Regions from separate parts of the Astyanax mexicanus genome. Here region 2 is linked to region 1. The links are chromatin contacts, called in public Hi-C maps. All regions are on one chromosome and are shown on one strand. Each heading gives the region's core, a stretch centred on a gene start, on an enhancer-like site or on the middle of the called end of the contact. The rest is flanking DNA. Distances are from core to core; before and after follow the strand shown.

The links. Hi-C and Micro-C count contacts between places; a contact is called where the count stands out from the background.
Region 2: a Hi-C map of muscle shows a contact between it and region 1, with 12 times the contacts expected there. The contact joins the enhancer-like site here to the promoter of ndfip1l in region 1. A contact is called at or near these places in 2 of 3 Hi-C or Micro-C datasets (both in muscle).

The regions. Positions count from the first base shown.
Region 1 is chr17:20,522,964-20,526,688 of AstMex3_surface, forward strand. ndfip1l (Nedd4 family interacting protein 1, like) reads left to right here and starts at 2,139. Exons shown (of 9, transcript XM_007247020.4): 1 at 2,139-2,318; 2 at 3,724-3,725. The coding sequence starts at 2,289. endou2 (endonuclease, polyU-specific 2) reads left to right here. Exons shown (of 7, transcript XM_007247022.4): 6 at 1-23; 7 at 323-656. The coding sequence ends at 577.
Region 2 is chr17:20,681,031-20,684,755 of AstMex3_surface, forward strand. No RefSeq gene overlaps it. Among protein-coding and RNA genes, the nearest start is that of fgf1b, 9.2 kb to the right of the region's middle. Within about 2 kb of position 1,766, the one cell type or tissue checked has an H3K27ac peak away from gene starts, as active enhancers do.

The DNA of each region.
Region 1 (3,725 bases), core at 889-3,388:
GCGTAAATACGAACTCCCCCCAGGTAGGTTTCTTATGTTCCAGAGATTAACGCTGATATCCCCAAATACTGTCTACTGGATTATAAGACTATCTATGTACCAACCAGGGTTGGAACTGTTTTAAAATAGTGTGAAATGATCTAAATGTTTAACTGGAAAGCCACCAACAAGACAACAGACAACATCTGAGATAAATGGAACACTACATTAGAGCAGGGAAATCTGCAGACTGTGCTGGACTCTGACCCCCCAGTTCTCCATGTGGAGGTCTGTAAAATGAGTCACTAATCCCAACTAACACATTAATGTCTGTCATTCACAGCCAGATGAGAACAAACACATCCTGGCTCTGCAGTTTAGCTGGAAGAACGGAATTAAACCAAAAGGAAGCATCTTCATCGGCGTCAGCCCAGAGTTCGAGTTTGCCCTGTACACCCTGTGTTTCCTCACCTCTCCCAACGAGCGCGTCAGAGTGTCCTTCAACCTGTATGACGTAGAGATCGTCTGCCACCACTATAACCAGAAGCACATAGGAACCACCTACCCCGTCCTTGTGAAATACCAGGCCGTACAATGAGATTATGGGTCTTTTGTGGAGCCATTGCATTTTATATTTTTATCCAAAGTTTTAAAAAACAATAAATAGACCATTCCTATTTAGTGTCTGTTCTTCTTTAGTATTCTGTCTATTTGTTTAAGCTTTCAAATAAGAGATACATGGATGTTTGCAAATACGTTCACAAAATGTACAGGAGGCATAATAGGAAAGTGCAGCATTTGTACTATTCTGTTGTCTAGAATTTGGGATTTTCTTATTTTTGTGAAACACACGCTTCTAAAGTTACATACGGTGTAAAGTGACATGTTTCCATTTGTCATAAAACTGTATTCAGTTTTTGGTACACAATGATCCTACTGAAGTTCAATTTTATAACTATTTTTAGGGATGAGAAACATATCAGAAACATATCTAAATGTTTATCTTTAGGAACATATTACTTATCTCTACATCCATTTAGATAAAGATGTATTCAAGTTTATTTCTTGCTGAGGAAAAAAGTAAAACTTGATATAATTCCACACAGAACTCCAGACATGTACCGGCAAAATGTTTCTTACCTTTTTTAAAATGAGAAAACATAATTGGAATTCAGTTTTGTGACGCTTCAAACCTCTTACAATATAGAAATCACAGGCTTACCCAAATAAAGTGGAGACAAGTGAACTCACTGTCTTTATATAGACCATAATCTTTAATTAAACAGATATGATGGTTTTAGTCTATCAAAATACTTCTAAATATGCACTATGGTAACACACTGTACCATTGTATCACAAATCCTCAGAACATTGCCCAATCTATTGTCTAGATGCACCAGGTCAGAAGTTAGATTCCAACACCTGTTTTTTTTGTGTGCTTTAGCTCACAATAGTTGACTAGTTTTTATTTGTTTGGTTGTTTTCTTTGGTTTCATTCATGTTCTCTCAGCTTGGGACAAAACTAGCAGTAATGCTGTTGTATGTCTATTTTATCTTTACAGTATTTTAAAAGCTTATACAATTTTTTGAATCTACAAATAAAATAATTAGTTTGAAAAAAAAATTTGAATATTTTTTAAGGTGTATCAAATCAGTTTTGAAGAAGATTTGAAACTTTAGTTCATATCAGTTTATGAGAATATTTAAATCTTTTGCAGCAGTGGTTTGAATCAGTTTTTTTATATTTTAATCTTTTTAAATATGGTTAAATATTTTAAAAAGTAAAGTAATTTGAGTTTAAAGTTTTGAAACTTTAAAAATGAGTTCATTTCGAAAAATATTTAAATCTTTTGAAGAAGCAGTTTGAATGAATTTTTGAATTATTTATATATATTTAAAAGTAGTTTTTTTTTTAGATTTGAATCTTAAAAAATGAGTTTGGATCAGTTTTGAAAAATATTTAAATCTTTAAAAAGGCAAAAACAAAAAAAAGGATTGTTCATATCAGTTTCGGAAAATATTTAAATATTTTAAAATGACTTTGAACCAGTTTCTAAAAACATGCGAATCTTTTTTTTAAGTAGTTAGAATATTTTTTTAAAGAAAAGATTCGAATCAAGTCCTTTGGCTGTGTTTTTCCGGCCGGGTGGCCGTGTGGTGGCGCTGCTGTATTACGGGAAGTAGGTGACCGTGGAGGGGCGGACGCGGATAAGAGCACAGTAAAGTTATATAATTTGGTAGCCTGATCTGCGGGCTGAATTGTTTGTGTTGTGAATATTTTTCTCCGCGTCGTGTCGAGCTTTCCGAGCATGGCGGAATCCAGCGGCCGATATCAGCAGGTGAGTGGCGAACTGTGAAGAGCCAGCCGCTGGATGAGACACCGACTCGGGAGTCACTAGCGGCGTGGAGCAACTTTAGGAAACACCGGGGATTGTGGCTCAGATCGAAGGCCTGTTTGTTTTGGGTCAGGCTATGTGTCCATTTAAAGACACATGGGGAAAGATAGAACGGCTGTCTGTTTTAGTTCGCTGATACAGCTAAAACAGTTTATCTATCCCTCGTTGTTTTCTCAGACAAACGGCAGTGAATTAAGTAAGTTAACTTAACAGTAACCGTAATAAGACTGTTCTTACGGGCCAGAGCCATAGCGAGGAGTTTCCGGTGTGTTTATGTTGTTAGCTAAGCTAGCTTACCAGGTTAGCAAGCTAATGAGCTAACGGCTAGATAGCTTCCGTTAGTCCCATTAGATCAGCCAGTTTAATACACTATGAAGTAGCTTAGTTAAACTTTCTGCTGTGAAACGGAACGCATTTACTTCATTACAGTTTTCTTACAGGTTATTTTTGGTTGTTATTCTGATTTTAAACTGGTTTATTTACCTGACAGAGATGCTCAGCTATCATTCCATTCAGAAACACATCGCTAGAGGTGGCTAACCCACGTCCTCTACACAGCGCGGTGTATTATTAGTTAAATGTTAATTTGCTGCGAGTTTTAGATATTGGGTATAATCTAGGTTATGAATTCTTATGGCAAGATGTTCATATCTTAAAATGACACCAGCTAAAACTACAGGTCCTAACTTAGTACTGTTGTGTTGTTTTTACTAACTAATAGAGTAGAGTTTGTCATGTCGGTTGTCAGCTGTAAAAAACATTACTACTAATCATTATATTAATAAACAGATCTGTGAAGTCATCCTGACTTGTCATAATATCAGCTCCACATATCCTTAATCCTTAATGTAAGGCTGGGACTTTAAACAGATCAATCTGATTAAACGAATAACTGTTTAATCGTATTGATTCTGATGGAGCATTTTTTTTAAGTGACAGTATTTTTTCATATTTTACTCTTTCCCTTAACTAAATATTAAGGAAGTTATGATTGTCTTGTGTTTAATAAGAAAAAAGCAGCATGTCGGGTTGAAGGCATCTGCATACTATTTGTAATTTCTTTTTATTGAATGTAAAGGAAACAATAGCATCACAAAATCACTTAATGGTGATGTCTGTTTACAAATAAAAAATAACATGTAAGAACTAAAAAGTGTAATCATTCATATATTTGAAGAATACCGAGATACAATATCAGATATCAATATATTGTACAATATCAGCCAGCCTTACCATAATGTAATTCCAATTAGCCTTTAAAATGGACGAAACGACCCTAAAATAATATCACAATATTAAAAAAAAAAGAAGATCTAAACATGTCAACAAATTGTTTATCTCTCCCAAGTT
Region 2 (3,725 bases), core at 516-3,015, 160 kb after region 1:
ATGGTTGTAAATTTGCATGCAGGTAGTTAAATTAGTACTAAAGAATATGAGTCGGTTATTTGGTCGGTGTGTTTAGAATATTTGACGCTTATAAGCATTCTACTTTACATAGTCAGAACGGGCCCGCCGACGGGCTAGGGGGCGCTTCTGCAGTGAAAACATTCTGAGCAGGAGGTTGTGAATCATAGAATATTTTGATGTCGTGATTTATGTGAATGTGATTGCGTTTTGTCAGTGTTGGATTGGAAGACCAAAAATAGAAAAGTACCGCAATGTAATCCATTTATTTTAGCAGAGTAACTGTAATCTGATTACCATTTACTGAAGCAGTAACTGTAACGGATTACAGTTACTCATAATTTGTAATCTGATTACGTAACGCCGTTACATGTAATCCGTTACTTCCCAACACTGGTTATGAATGATTTGGATATTCATCACAAAAACCATTAAAATGAGGACAAATGTGCTATCAGTGATTCTTCTAGGAATTACCATGTCAGTTTTCACTTCTTTCAGCTAAGAACGGAAAGCTTAGGCTGCAGTTGGCACAGGCATACCAGCACTGAACAGCTGAATAGTAGAAAAGCGTAGCCTGGTCTGATAGATCTTGATCTAAATCTTGATTTCTTATGAAGCTTAAAGATGCTAGGGTCAGGATTTGATGGACTAAACCTGCCTGTATCAATAGTTTAGGCTGGGGGAGGCTGGGGAAGGTTTTGAGCCTGACAGTACACTTCTAATATGATAATTCACGTAGGGTGGCGGTGAACCTTCCTAAAAGGGGTAAAAACTATAGTTTAGGGGGGTCAAAATATTTATATATATATATATATATATATATATATATATATATATATATATATATATATATCCTTCTTACCTATAATGTTAAACATTACAATACATTTACAGTATCCATCCCCCTTCACAGACGATGCCACAACACCAGGAGGGTGAACACTAGCACATGCCTCTTCCGATACATGTGAAGTCAGCCACCGCCTCTTTCCAAACTGCTGCTGATGCAGCATCACCGACTCGGTGACGCATGAGCGACTCGGTTCCGATACATTGGCTCACAGATTCCTGGTGCTGATTGACATCACTCTCTGAGTGATAAGGGGAAAGAGTGCCATCTATCCACCCAGAAAGAGCAAGGACAATAGTGCTCTCTCAGGGCTCCGACAGCTGATGGCAAGCTGCATGACTAAGATTCGAACTAGCGTTAGTGGCAGCGCTTTAGACCACTGGGCAACTCAGTGCCCCCAGAATAAAAAAAAAATTCTGGAATATGAAGTAAATTATTTTTTGGGCAAGATTTTTGGGTGGCCTAGACCTTTAACGTAACAGGTACAGGCCTAAATTGTGTATTGTGTATTGTGTACTGTGTATGATAGCAACCAGTAGCATTCTGTGGTTTGTTTCACATTATCTGGTGTAATGGATTTACCATTTATCTATTGCAGACTTTACATTGTGGCATGTGGTTTTGCATTGTCTGTTGAAATATGTACTGTATGGACGTTCTTCTTTGAACTCAGCATATGTTGCTGTAAGATCTCAACATACTTCTCTGTTTTAAGAGGCATTTGGGGGAATGTGTGGGTGGATATGCAGTTTGTCCATCTGTCTGTTTGAGTCGATAAGCTTCTTGTGTCTCTATAAAGCCAAAAACCCCGACACATGTCTGATAATGGGCTTGAAATAACCTTCTACTTGTGATTCAGCACACTCCTCTGATTGGTTTGCAGTAGGGGGGCTCATTTCCCACAGCCGCTGCTGCCGTTGGCCATTTGTCTTAGCTGCCATACTGCCACCTTAACACACCCCCTGCTTTATATATGGGCATTAGAAGCATAAAGCAACTGTAAAATGTTCTCTGTGGTCTGGAATTAGACTCCAGCTTTACACCACATGACCAAAATGGATTTGACACTTTCATTAATCTGCTCTGATTTGAGGTCAGTGGCACCAGCTTGGCTCATGCAGTGAAATAGGATCAAACGGAAAAAGGCCACAAACCGGGTCTCACTGCTGTAACATCTGAATGAACCCGAAAGGGCACAGCGGGACAAATCAATAAGATACAGGGTGAAGGTTTTTCAGCTGCTCTGTTTACAGAGCAATGGTCAGAAATACATGATTTAGAGATGTTAAAACCGCACCTACAGCAAATACTGAGATACAACACTGCCACCGTGTGGACTGGGGGTGTATAACATGTGTTTTAACTATTGCAACCAGTGCACTTTTTAAATAAAGTTGGACACACCCAAACCTAAACTAATAAAAAAACAAATAAATACTGTATACACTTATAAATAACTTATGAACAAAAAAATCACCTGTATTGTGATAGTTTGCAACGTACATATTCATGGAAAATTATAGTTTGAAATTAAAAGCTTTAATGCACTTTATGTATGTAGGCTATTACTTTAAATATTTTCTTAAATTAAAGTCACTCTTTATATTGTTCTGTTTTCTGTTTTTTTTTTTTTTTTCATTTCTGCTCCATTGTTACTATTAAAATAATTTAAAAGCTGCTACTTGCAGCCAAACACTGTAAAAATAAAAAAGAGCTCATTCTTAATCTTAGCCAATTAAAATACATATATCTAAAGTACTGTTTATTTATGCAGTTACTGAATAATAAAATACCATGATTTAATTTATAGCAGCTACTGATCCATTTACAGTAGTTACTTAATAATGTACCATAAATAACAAATTATAAATAAGTTACTAATTAATTTACAATAGCTACTAAATGCATTTTCATTAGATACTGATTTTATAATTTATAATATATAATTTAGCAGTAATTTCTTTTACAATATTCTTTATTGTAGCTACTAAAGCTATTTCTAGGTCCGAAAAATGTACAGCAGATATTTATTAATTCATATTGGTTACACCCAGTACCTGTTCAATAATAGCAGTGATCACAGAAAGCAAGAACAATGTTGTAATTGGAAACTATGGAAAATCAAACAATCATTTTAATGTTTAAATGATTCTTTGTCCAGTTAAAATGTTCTTGTCTATGAGGGGAAACCTTGTCTCTGTGTAAAATAACCATTTTAATTTTATAGTGAATCTTACCTGCTCTGTTTTTCTGTGAATTTTCATACTTACACTGAAATGGCTTTGGTTAGATGTTCTGATAAATGCAAAGAATGAAAAAAATAAAATAAAATAACTGGCAAGAAGAAGAGAATACAGTTTTTTTAGGAGAATTTTGAACATTCTTATGACAATGTAAGACATAAAAAGTATGTTTTTTCTTTTGGAGATCAGAATGCTAATTAAATAGTTCTACTTCAATGGTCTCCAATAATACATAAGTATATCTGGAATGTAGTGTTGTAGTTATTGAATCCTGTCTTGCAATCGAGACCAGTATTAAGACCATAAACGAGCAGTCTTGGTCTGGTCTCGAGTCCAATGCTTCCGTCTAAAGTAAAGTGAATTAGAAACTGAACTTTTGTTCTATATATTGATTAATGCTATATGTTAGAAAATATATAATATCGTAACTAATCGTAATAACGAAATGTAAAATCAATTTGACATTTTTCAATTTTTTTTCTTCACCGGGTTATTAAAAGTCTTGACTCATCTGTAGCAGTCTTGACTACAACACTATCAAAAGGCACAAAACTGTAAGCAATTTTCACCCATGTGTAAACTATTTTGTTTGTAGTTAGTCTAAGATCTTT